4 separate regions of the Mus musculus genome follow, and regions 2, 3 and 4 are each linked to region 1. Evidence: chromatin contacts called from public promoter capture Hi-C data. All regions are on one chromosome and are shown on one strand. The core of a region is the stretch at or near the end of the contact, and the rest is flanking DNA. Distances in the headings are between cores, read along the strand shown.

What was found. Promoter capture Hi-C pulls out the DNA fragments that hold promoters and counts their contacts.
Region 2: a contact with region 1 is called in a promoter capture Hi-C map of embryonic stem cells, with 3 times the contacts expected there. The contact joins the promoter of Cd8a here to the enhancer-like site in region 1. A contact is called at or near these places in 4 of 39 promoter capture datasets (cranial neural crest, embryonic stem cells, liver and 1 more), 1 of 115 datasets of contacts at active chromatin or transcription factors (embryonic stem cells) and 2 of 9 other capture datasets (liver and macrophages).
Region 3: a contact with region 1 is called in a promoter capture Hi-C map of embryonic stem cells, with 2.7 times the contacts expected there. The contact joins the promoter of Rnf103 here to the enhancer-like site in region 1. A contact is called at or near these places in 5 of 39 promoter capture datasets (the C10 cell line, embryonic stem cells, hippocampal neurons and 1 more), 3 of 484 Hi-C or Micro-C datasets (the HPC-7 cell line, cerebellum and cortical neurons) and 7 of 115 datasets of contacts at active chromatin or transcription factors (the 230-238 cell line, the SCID.adh cell line, T-cell acute lymphoblastic leukemia and 3 more).
Region 4: a promoter capture Hi-C map of embryonic stem cells shows a contact between it and region 1, with 4 times the contacts expected there. The contact joins the promoter of Cd8b1 here to the enhancer-like site in region 1. A contact is called at or near these places in 13 of 39 promoter capture datasets (the 3T3-L1 cell line, the C10 cell line, the HPC-7 cell line and 8 more), 4 of 115 datasets of contacts at active chromatin or transcription factors (T-cell acute lymphoblastic leukemia, double positive thymocytes and embryonic stem cells) and 3 of 9 other capture datasets (adipose tissue, embryonic stem cells and liver).

What each region holds. Positions count from the first base shown.
Region 1 is chr6:71,768,870-71,771,774 of GRCm38.p6, reverse strand. The region is part of intron 3 of Reep1 (receptor accessory protein 1); the gene reads right to left. Among named protein-coding and RNA genes, the nearest start is that of Mrpl35, 53 kb to the left of the region's middle. Within about 2 kb of position 1,499, at least 10 of the 459 cell types and tissues checked have an H3K27ac peak or open chromatin away from gene starts, as enhancers often do. A contact at or near this core is called in the SCID.adh cell line, T-cell acute lymphoblastic leukemia, double positive thymocytes and 1 more, where this site is marked.
Region 2 is chr6:71,372,006-71,374,780 of GRCm38.p6, reverse strand. It overlaps Cd8a (CD8 antigen, alpha chain), which reads right to left and starts at 1,354. Exons shown (of 5, transcript NM_001081110.2): 1 at 784-1,354; 2 at 174-278; 3 at 1-22. The coding sequence starts at 1,228.
Region 3 is chr6:71,492,386-71,495,337 of GRCm38.p6, reverse strand. Rnf103 (ring finger protein 103) reads right to left here and starts at 1,461. Exons shown (of 4, transcript NM_009543.3): 1 at 450-1,461. The coding sequence starts at 675.
Region 4 is chr6:71,320,953-71,324,120 of GRCm38.p6, reverse strand. It overlaps Cd8b1 (CD8 antigen, beta chain 1), which reads right to left and starts at 1,333. Exons shown (of 6, transcript NM_009858.3): 1 at 1,222-1,333. The coding sequence starts at 1,264. It overlaps Gm38828 (a long non-coding RNA gene), which reads left to right and starts at 1,464. Exons shown (of 3, transcript XR_869170.3): 1 at 1,464-1,786; 2 at 2,114-2,206.

The sequences.
Region 1 (2,905 bases), core at 250-2,749:
GGTAAGCAGAGTTTAACCCAGATTTCAACCCCACCTCTCCAGTCTCTAGCTGGTGCTGTGAATAACCTGCACAATTGCATTGACAGCATCTCGAGGCTTTGTTGACTCTGGAGGAAGTGTCCTCGCCAGGGTAAGCCACTTCCTAGATCTAGCCAAGAAAGAGCTCCCAGTACTAGCACAGGCTCCTTCTGAACTTTCTTACTTTTTTTTTCTAATATTTTACTTTTAAATTGTGTGTATGTGTATCTATGTGTAGGTTTATGCATGTGAGTGCAGTGACTCTGGAGGCCACAAGAGGGCGTCAGATCCCTCTGAAGTTATAGTTACAGGAGATTGTGAGCCACCTAACATGAGTGTTGGGAACCTAATTCTAGTCCTCTGCGAGAGGAGCAAGCACTCTTAACTGCTGAGCCTTCTCTCTAGCACCCTCCCGACCCTGGAAATGAGAAAGGGCTGGTGAGTAAGGAAAAGGTCTATGCTCAAAGACCTTTAGCTTTTACATGCAGGTCAATAGTCTAGAGCCTGCAGGATCTCACACTCTCAGCCACTGTGCATATGCTTGCATTTCCCCATACCAGGACCAGATAGCCAGAGATGCTCCTATCTCTCAGAACCACTTACAATAGCGAACCCAAATCCTTCTCACGGAACCATGCTGACAGCAAGCCTCTGCCTCCAGAACCATCCTGGTACCTCCCCTAGTGGCCTTGTGTGGTGCTGCACTTCCTATTACTAGGGATCTTTGATGTGGACAAACATCTCCCTCCTGCCAGCCATTTTCAGGTCCTCAAGTCTGACCACACCTACTTAAAACAAACCCCAGACATCCTTACTTAAAATAAGATGCGGTGGGTAAAAGGGTCTCTTACGCTAGTCTGAGGGACCAAAAAGTAAGTCTTTCCCAGGCATCCTTCCCAGATGAAAGAAGCTAAAAATGAAAGCAACCCCTAGCGAGTCATTTCAGAGCCCTTCCAAACTCATACAGCTCCCTCTCCTCAGACAGCGGCCCACCTCACCAAAGCCCCTCTGCTTTCTGGCTTTAGCAGGCTCTTCCTGAATATTCACCAGTAACTGGGGTGAGGGTGGGGTTCTTCCCCGGCAAAGTCGGTTCATCTTTCACAGCTACAAAAGACCAGGGCTGAAAGAGGGGAGGCGTGATCGATGCTCCCCACCCCCAGAGTGGGACACAGCGCTCATTAAGAATGGAGGAACTTTTGTTTTGAAGACAAATTATTAGCCAGTCCAAGGGGAAAGCTACTGAATCCAGCAAGTTCACATACCAGCCTAAGAAACACAGACAGTCCCAAGGACAGCCATCAATCACACTAGAGCTCTCCTAGTTATTGTGTAAAAGAAATTTTTAAAAAGTAGGTCATGCATGCGCATAGTTAAGAAATGCTAAAGAATCCGAGAGCATACAGAGCTTCCCTCCCACCCAGGCCCTCTAGACTCTCTTCTTAATCTTTATTGGGCTAGGCCTATTCAATCAGGTGGGTACCTGTGATTCCCTTAACTGCCTGTTGGTGGCATTCTCTGTTCTCTATACCCCCGACACCTTGCTTTCCCTAATCTGCCCAGAATCAACAGTATACATTGGGGACCATCTCATACCAGAACATGGAAAGCTCCCGTCTCTTTCATAGCTTCCTATACATGTGTAAGCATCTCCCGGGGAAAGAGATTGATGACAAGCATCCATCATAAGCCAAGCTTCCAGCAAACCTCCCTGTATGTGCTTCTCTCTGTATGCACACCAGTGAGGCTATGGTCCGGGTACTCAGGAGTGGATGATCTGTATGCACTTTGTAGATAGCAGGAAACCGTCATTTAGATCTGAGTAACCACATTCTCACTGCACAGCCAACTAAGAGCCTCTGTCCCAGGCTACAGCATTAGCATTTAGGAAATACATATGTCTATTTGACCTTCCCAGGGGCCCCTCTGGACTGCCCAGCCTACCTTGATTCCCTGAACCATTTGCTATATAGATCACTTGTTTTTTTTTAGAATCTTTTTAGCATAATCCATCCACCCACACTGATGCAGCTTTTAAAAGCTTCAGCAAGAAGTCTGAAAAGATGTCCCTTGCTCCCCAGAGGACCGGAGTTTGGCTCCCAGCACCATGCTGGGAGACTCACAAATGCTTACACCTCCATCTCTGGAGAATCTGACACTCCTTCTTCACATATGCCTATAACGAGTGCAGACACATTCGTATACTCTCTCACACGCAAATACACTCCTAATACCTTTAAAAAGCAACAATAAAAAGTTTCCTGTTTCTGGACCTTTTGGTTCATTCCTTGGGCCTTCACTAGGCAGACCAACAGAGCATAGTACAGTGAAGATTCAGGTGGCAGTGTTTGGTGTGGCCAGTAGGTCTGCCTTTTGAGCACTGTCCCCAACCTGATACCAAGTAGCTCTAGACTGTATAGGAGGCCACTATTAGGCAGTCATGTCTATCCTGGTGATGGAGCCTGGTTTGTCTCTTTTTCTTTTTTGCCTCTCTCCCTCTCTTCTTTCCTTCCTTCTATCTTCTTTCCTTCCTCCCTCCCTCCCTCCCTCCCTCCCTCCCTCCCTCCCTCCCTCCATCCCTCCCTTGACACAGGCCTCATTACGTAGATTAGACTGGCTTTAAACTCATAGAGCTCTGCCTTCCTCGGCCTTCTGAGGATTGGGATTAAAGGCTGTGGGGTTGGAGACTGCTTTGATGATACCCAGGCATAGGGTGATCAATGGTTTGTAGAAGAGCTCAGATAAGAGGAGGGATAAGAGGAGGATGTACTTCCAGGCTTCAGCCCTTAAGCCCTCGAAAGGCTTGGGATAGTCAGGGGTAGTGTAATGGGCATGGTGACAGTTGCCTGTAAGTCCTAGCACTCGAAACGCTGGGGCAGAAGGATCATGA
Region 2 (2,775 bases), core at 105-2,604, 400 kb after region 1:
AAGTCCAATCCGGTCCCCTTCACTGACAAGATCCGAATGAATGGAATTTAGAAACCCTCTGGGACAGCCCCCAACCCTGCCCCCAGCACGTCTCCCGGTCCAGGTCTCCCTCCAAGATCAGGATTTTCCACCCCAGGCTATCTGCTTATCTCAATCGCTTGAGAGCACCTAACCTGAGCCACGGGGCCGACAATCTTCTGGTCTCTGGGGCTGAGATGTCCCGGTAGGGTGCACAGGTGAGGGAGTTCGCAGCACTGGCTTGGTAGTAGTAGAGTTCACTGCAAAAGCAATAGGGTGCCTGCGGGTCAAGCTGGAATTGTGGATGCACCAGCCCCTTTCCACTTAGCCTTTACCCAAGAAGGAGCCGTTTCCTAGCTTTTAACTAGAGGAAGAAGGAACCCCTGGATACGTGCTGGGCTACTCCGCTGCTCGCACACGCGGAGCCAAGTGTGATTTGGGGCCAATGTGCCTAGATCAGATCCAGCAGCTAAGCGACTGCGGCCCTCCACCAACCCAAAGCTGGAGTCAATACCAAAATTCTATCCTGGAGCCAACAGGGGCAGGATCACACGTGCATCCAGACTCCAGCCCAGATCCAGGGCGTTTAAAAATCACTTCCAATCCCACCCAGCACCTCAGCCTCAACTTTTTGGTCTGTAAAATGGGGACAGTATAGAAATCACCTCCAAGAGGCCCCAAGAGATTTAAGAAGAGGGAATCTGCGTGAAACTTGTTCAGATGTGACCCCTAAAACCCAGGAGACGGGAACCTCCACTTCCAAACCTTTCTGAAGGACTGGCACGACAGAACTGAAGTACATCACCGAGTTGCTGATGACTGAGCAGAAATAGTAGCCTTCGTTTTCCTTGCTGAACTTGTTCAGGGTGAGAACGTACTTATTATTCGTGTCCCTCATGGCAGAAAACAGTTTCGACGAATTCAGCTTCTCGTCCCACGTTATCTTGTTGTGGGATGAAGCCATATAGACAACGAAGGTGGGCTGGGGGAGTTTGGAGCTGGAGTTCTGGAAGAGCCAAGAGCATCCTTGCGAAACGGACCCCAACACTTCACATACCAGGTCCACCTTCTGACCAAGTTCGGCGTCCATTTTCTTTGGAAAGATTCGGAGTTCGGGTGCCTGTGGCTTAGCTTCTCCACTCCCCAGGATAATCGACTCACCCAGCAGCAGCAGGTTCAGCGACAGAAAGCGGGTCAACGGTGAGGCCATGGTGTGCTCTCCACCAGCAAGCAGCTTAGGTCAAGCTAGGGCTCTAGGGGAGGGGCCCAGGAACAGGGCGGAGGAGGTGCGGTGGGGGAGGCGTGTAGGGTCGGGGAAACTGCTCCTTTAGCCAGCTGCAGACAGAGCTGATTTCCTATGTGAGGATATGATGTCACCCAAAGTCCCCACCAAAGAGTGTCAACCACCTTTTAGGGGCCTGGGAACTCAGAGTGAGAATGCACCCTTGCAGAGCAAGTGGGAGGAATTGAAAACTGAGATTTGGGGAAGAGAAAACACTTGGAAGGGACCCTTAGGAATTGTTCTTCTGCAAGAGTGGCTGAAAGAAGAAGGATAAAGATTAAATCTTAATAAAAAAAATATGAGAGTGACAGGACATGAAGGGAGAGGAGTGCCCACTCTCCCTTTTCTTTTTCTTGTAGATAGGTTCTTGGGTTCCCCAAGCTTGCTTCAGACTCACTTCATGGCAAAGGTTGGCCTTGAATTCTAGACCCTCCTGCCCTTCCACTTCTTTTGCTGGCAGTAGTGTCTTTTTGTGTTTTTGCTTCTTGTCTGGAGGTTGAGTGGAAAGAAAATGTACAGAGATTCCAGCAGAGCAGACCAGACACTAACCAGAAGGGACTTGCACCTCCCATCAAGGGGACTTGCAAGGGGGCAGTTCAATGGGAGCCTTGAGTGGCACTCTTAGCTGCTGACAATATCCTTCCCTGGCCTCCCACCCAGGGAGCAAAGCTCACCTCCCAGTCTCATCCCTTCTTAGAACCATGGCAACAGCCTCCACACCAAATGCTCGCCAACTGGATGATCCAGCTACACACTTTGACCCTCATTCTTATCCAGGGGATCTGACAGCATCACCCCATGGCCTGCACAGCTAGAGGAAAACACCTCTCTGACTTGGTTGGGGACTAGCCCTTGGATAGGTGCTGGCTCCACCCAAGCCACCATCCCTGGCTTTGCCATGTGCCCGCCTGCAGCCACTGCCTCATAGACAGACACTTCCCTGGTTACTTATTTCTACGTTTCTAAGGTCTTGCTGCTCTCTGCCTGGCAAATGCTGGGCCCCTGCCATCTGACTTGGGCCTTTGACTTTCTCTGTTGCTTGTATGCATGTGTGTGTCCTGGGTGAATCTTGGGTGCAGGCATTTACTCTTCTCTGTCCCTGGCACACATAGACTTCATTCTTTCTTGCCCACTGCAGTCCTGAAAGCTGCCAGTCTCAGGGATGTGCTTTCTTCTTGCTTGTATGTGGCTTGTACTTAGTGGGGTTTTCCACTTGGAACCCCATACAGGGTGTGCCTCCCACGTTACTGCTTCATTCTAGTTGGAGACAGGTTGCCTGGCAGTCTCTACCCCACATCTGAGTTCTGCCCAGTGGCACGCTGTTTACCATAACCGCCACAGTGCTGGGTATGGCCACCATGTCCAGTTTACACAAACAAGTGTGTTGTTGATGTTATATTCTTATTTGTGTTTACTGAACTGCACCCCTCTGAATAGGTTTGCCTTTTGTCATTGTTTATGTTTGATGACAAGAT
Region 3 (2,952 bases), core at 212-2,711, 280 kb after region 1:
CCTATAATTAAATGCATAATTTACACGTAAATCTTTAGGTCCACGTGCCTTTTGTTATTATTTTAATGATGTTTTACCCTCCTGGTAGCTTGTTTTTATTGTGGATGCAGATGCTGCTATTTACAGACTATGTTTTGTAATTTTTCCTTTCTCTATAATCAATTTCAACTGACGTTCCTGAATTCTGGGACAAATGATTCAATTTAATGATTTTTTTTTAAAGCTACACTTTCAAACTGTCATTTCCAAAGAGCCTTTGGAACACACCAATACACCTAACAGTTGTCTTTTCCAAACCGAGATTTACATATTTATTTAGAAAACGTAGACAAAGATGACCTGGGCAGCTCTCTGGAGCAGTCTGTTTAACCATTCTGGGGACCGCCTAATTCTGGGGAGTGGGTAAGAGCCAGGACAGTGGAGGCGACCTCCAGGAGCCCAGCACTTGCCTGACTTCTCCACCAGCTCCCGAACATCTTTCTTCTCCGGCAGCCCGGAGTAGCCCAGCCCTCGACACTCCAGAATGGTCTTCAGCTTCTTGAAGCTCAATGCCACCGGATCCACCAGCTGAGTAGCAAAGATGCCAGTCTCGTACCACACAATGGCCTCAAAAAACCTGGCCAGGACGAACAGGACCAGGAAATACAGGAGCAAGAAAAACAGCTTCAGCCACATCTTCGCCCTCTTGGCGTCGCCAGGAGCCGGGACGCCGTGGACAAGGGAAGGGGATCGAGTGCGGGGCGACAGAGCGCAGCCTGGGCGAGGGCAGCGAGGGCGCGCGGCGGTCACCGGCGGGCCATCCCCGCGGGGAGGCAGGTGGATCGCGGCGTGCGTGCGACTGAGAGCCCCGGCTCTGGCCTTGCGGTCAGGAGCTGAGAAAGGGAGAAGGGGGGACGTTCAAACGCACCCCACCCATCGAGCTGCGGACGGCTGGAAGAGGGCAAGAGCCCACCTGGGGTGACCGGGAGGCAGCTCCGAGGGACTGCGGGCCAGCGGAGGGCGGTTGGGGCCGGACTGAGTGGTCCAGAGGGCGCGGTACTCGGCTGGGCCAGGCCCGGGGCCCGGCGCGCCCAGCGCGGGTTGGAGTGACCGCCGCAGCGCCGCGCCGAACGCCCAGGCTTCAGGCCCCGGCGGCCGCCCAGGCCTGGCGGCAGCTCCAGGTTCCCGCGGGCGGCGCCTATCAGGCCCCGCGGCCCGCGAGGGGGCGTCGCGGCGGCTCCCGCTGAGGAGGAGCGCGAGACGACAGTCGTGAAGGGAGGAAAAAAAGAGGAAAAAGCAAATAACGCTAGGCCCCAACGCGGCTCTCCCGGGCGGCTTCCTGTCAGCTGCGTAGCCGCGCGGTGCCCAGCCCCGTGCGGACGCGCCGCGCCAACCGCGGCCACCGTCCCTGCCGCCTCTGCAGGCCGCGGCCGTCGCCCCCAGAGCACTGGACCCGCTGTAGCCGCGGCCCCAGTCAAGACATAACAACTGACGTCGGCATCGGGGCGGGGTCTCGGCAGGGGCGGGGTTAGAAGCCGCGGGGTGCAAGGGGAGAGAGGGGCTGCGGGAGGCTGGGCTGGGTAAACCTTCCGAGTTACTGTGCTCTCGCGGTCCCAGCCCTCTGATGCGCTGATGTTTAGTCACTGATTTCAGTCCCAGGATTGGACATTGGACCCTGCGACACTGTGCACCTTTGTGCTGAGCGTGAAAAATAAAGGCTGCTAAAAGATGTTCGTTTTTGTTTGTGGTTTTTGTTTTGTTTTGAGACACTGCCTTATTAAATAGTCCTGGCCCGCCTGGAACCGCTCTGAACACCAAGCGGGCCTCAGAATTCAGAGATTGCCTGCCAGGCATGGAAGTGCTGGGATTAAAACCGTGCACCGCCGGGCGTGGTGGCGCACGCCTTTAATCCCAGCACTCGGGAGGCAGAGGCAGGCGGATTTCTGAGTTCGAGGCCAGCTTGGTCTACAGAGTGAGTTCCAGGACAGCCAGGGCTACACAGAGAAACCCTGTCTCGAAAACCCAAAAAAAAAAAAAAAAAAAAAAAAAAAACCGTGCACCACCACACCCACCCAAATCATCAAGATCTGTAAAAATCAGAATCTGTGTTTTAAGTCCAGTCCCTGTCAACCGCGGATGCTTTTGGGTTTTTCTTTTGTTTAGTTTTTTGTTCGGGGTGGGGTGGGGGGGAGGGGTGGCACAGCTGGCTTGAGGTGCTTGAGGTGAAACTCTGAAAACAGATGTTTTTCTACCTTTGCTTTAGAATGCGATTTTCACATGTGTGTTGGAGGAGGTATGGCCAAAAAGAATTTTAGTATGTGATCCAGTTGTGGCTAGTCTCCTAGAGGGTTAAAAAGTAGACAATGAAGGTCTGAGTTGTCAGGACAAAAGTTGTTAGGTGTGGTTAGGTCCAGGTGCAAAGGTCTGTGTGTTTTAGCCAGCCAGAAGAACTCATATAAAATGAGTTTGACAGGCAAGCGTATGGTACCTGGTTCCGTGTTTATTTAACTCTAGCAGGGTCATGTTCTCTCTCTCTCTCTCTCTCTCTCTCTCTCTCTCTCTCTCTCTCTGTCTTTCTCCCTCTCTCTGTCTTTCTCCCCCACTCTGTCTCTCTCTCTCTGTTTCTGTGTGTGTGTGTGTGTGTGTGTGTGTGTGTGTACGCGCGTGTGTGTGCATGTGTGCGTGTGTGTGAGTCTTCTTGATCAGGAAAACAAGTAGGAATTCCAGGTGAAATGTTAGCCAGCAAGGAAAAGCATGAACAACCCTAAACCAGGGGTGAAATTTTTAGGGAGAGAGTGTGACCCTCAATCAGGGAGCAAATGAGCCATGGAAAACAAAGAATGGATCATAAAATGTAGACAAAGGATAGTACCCCTTTATAACGCAGTTAACAAAGGCATCTCGGTGTACAGCTAGTGGAGGAGCTAGGAAGGAAGAAGCCTAGGAGCAGGGTGGGCAGGAATGTACAGCTTC
Region 4 (3,168 bases), core at 84-2,583, 450 kb after region 1:
AAGAGTGACTACTCCCCTGTGGCTGAGGTGCTGCTCCATCTCCCTTCCCCGAGTTTCAGGCTACCATTTCTGTCCCATCGCAGCCATTTTTATTGCTTTGGGTTACTGGCCTCTTTGGAGAAGTCAATATGAAGTGATGATGTCCATATAGATCATCACAGTGTGTCAGGCACAGTGCATGCGTTGTCTGATTTAATCCTCACCAAATCCTATGCCGAGAGACTCATTTTACACGGGAGCAAACAGAGCTTGAGGGAAAGCTGAACTCAAGGTCCCACAGTCTGTGAAGTGGACTGGCACTCAAACCGGGGTCCTAGACTGGGGTGAATGAACTCCGAGCCTCCCAATCGAGGAGACCTATACTCAAAGTGGGGCCACAAATACCCAGATGGTAGGGGCCTTTCCAAAGAGCCCAGAGGACACACACAGCCAGGCTTTAGGTCACATACAGTCTCATTTAATCTGCTTGGTAGCCTAGGACTCCATTTTCAGAGGAACCTGGTATTTCTAGAACGATCAGAGGTAGCTTTAGTGGCCTGAAAGAATCTTGTTTCATTTCTTATTTTGACCAGTTTAGCTAACCTGTTCAGAGGCAGGGACTGGCCTCCCTTGTTTCCCTCAGTAGTTGGGGGCTCTAGGAGGTACCAGACCCGTGGATATTGGAAGTCTTCTTCTAAAAAGCAAAGTCTCTGGGTTGACCACAATGACAACCTTTAGGCCACATCTCTGTGCCAGCTCCAACATCCCAACTGCAGTGCCGCTACTTGGGGGCGGGGGCGGGGGGGAATGCTGCAGAGCACACTGGAGAGCCAGGGGGTCATAATGAGTATCCTGCCATAGTTGTCCAATTTTCTAGAAGCACTTTCCCGGAAGTAATAAGAGTACGTCTGTAGGGCCTCTGGGGACTTCACGGGGCACATCCCGGTAGGCACCCTGAACATTTCCCCTTCGGTTTTAGATCTCTCTCTTTCCTTTTCTTTCTTCCATTTTTCCTTCCTTCCCTTTTAGTTCAGGCTGTAGGACAGAGGTGACTTCTGCCCTGGGCGTCTCAGACCTCTCTGGGTAGTGAGAAGGAATCTCCATTCCGGGTTCAGGGTCTCTGCCTACCGGCCTCCCCTGTTCTCACAGCCCAGCGCCTGTCTATTCCTCCTGTTGCTGAGATACCAGGCCTAAGTTCCCTGCTCTAGTGCAGATTGGGGGTAGCCCCACTCTGGGTCTTACCTGCCAGCTTCATACTGAAGACCAGCCAGAGCCATGGCTGCATCTTGGCGCTTTTGGGGACACTGTTCCCCTCAGTGCTCTGTCAACTGAAAGGTAGGTTAGGAGCCAGCTTGGGCGGGTGGGGCACCAGGAACGTAAGTGAGCTAAGAGGGCGGGGCCACCAGGGCAGGGGCGGAATCGTGATGTGTGTGTGTGTGTGTGTGTGTGTGTGTGTGTGTGTGTGTGTGTGTGTGTGTGTATGGAGTGCCTTCATCTTCATCCTATACAGCATCAAAGCCTTGACTTTTCAAAGAGCCCACCAGGACTCTTGTTTTCTGGTGAGAGGAAGTGATAGATCTCAGACTCAGTCATGCCAAGGGGTTGCACCTGTGTGATGCCTCTTGCCCCAGGGGGGAGCTCGGGACAGAACCCTGATACCTTGGGACAACTGAGTCACAGAGGCCAGCATGCGCCAGGCCTCATGGTTTTGTGAAGCTTGGCCCTAATTCAGACACGTCTTTACATTCGTTCTTTCTGAGCAGCTGGAGGAGGGGTTCATCTTGGTTTGAGGACACAGTCCATTGTGGTAGGGAACACGTGGTGGCAGGAGACAGAGGCTTTACGTGTGTGTGTGTGTGTGTGTGTGTGTGTGTGTGTGTGTGTGTGTCTCAGCAAGGAAAACAGTTATGAAGACCTCCCAGTTCAGAGTCCAGCTGGCCCTGGAGTGATGGAGATCCCTTGTAAGGGAGGAAGGGAAGTTAGCCAACACAGAGAGAAAGGAGGGAGAGAGGCAAGCTGGGGTGCCACAGAGGGGCTCAGACCTTGCCTGAAAGTGAGGCAAAGCCAAACCTGGACCTAGAGCCCTACGGACTGGGGTGTCTGTATGTCTCCCCTCCCCTGCCCTGCCTTACAGTGCTGTATGCCCTGAGGCTTCTTCATCAGTTTTGAGATCAAAGCCCCATCAAGAACCCATGAAGAACGGGGAGGCCTGTGGAGGCTGGCAGAGGTGAGTTGAGAGAGCTGCTGTCCAGGGAAACTGGATCCTTGGTGATCTGTCTGCTGGCGAGAGGGAGGCTGGGAAGGGCTGTGGGGGACATCCACCACAGAAGAAGAGCTAAGCGTGCATCAGGTAACCGCAGGACTTGGAAGGGAGACAAGTGGGCTAAAACAAGTTTGGGGCCAGCCTGGTATACACAGTGAGTTCAAGGCAACAGGGCTTCATAGAGAGATCCTATCAAAAATCCATCCCAGTGGATTTCTGAGTTCGAGGCCAGCTTGATCTACAGAGTGAGTTCCAGGACAGCCAGGGCTACACAGAGAAGCCCTGCCTCAAAAAGAAAAAAAAAAAAAGATTGCGAGTGTCATCTAGGCCGGAGTGTCATCTAGGCCGGCCCTGCAGCCAAGCACATTGTGCGCTTGAGTTTCAGAAGAGTGAATGGGGTAACCAGTGGTGGCTAAAGCTGGCAGTGGGGTCGAGACACAGGCCCCTCAGTGTCCAAATCCTTATTCTTTCCATCCGACTCCCTCCAGTTCCTGGTGACAGGGGCAAAAGCTGAGGCTTTTGAGTCCAGAGATTCTGGAGACAAAGAAGGAAACGGTCATGTCCTAAGCGCTGCCCTTGTAGTCCGGCTGGTCTCCACCATACCTCTTATCTGTTCCCAGGAGAATCTGCTAAGGGCCAGATGTACACAGCATAGGTAGTCCTAGGAAAACCACACAGTAGTAGCTCTCAAAATCAACGTAAAACGCACAGATCACAAAGTGGTCCAAGAGAGGTCACAGTATGTCTGCCGAGGAATGGATGGTATGATCGCTCCCCATCTTCCGCGTGTGCCAAAACCTGGTAACTGCTCTTTTTGTTGAATGTAGTTATTCCTCAGAGATGGAACTGTTCAACATATGTCCTTAGTAAATAGCCTCTGTGGGTTTTGGAGCAGGGGTTTTAGGCCCAGGATGACTCTCAACTCT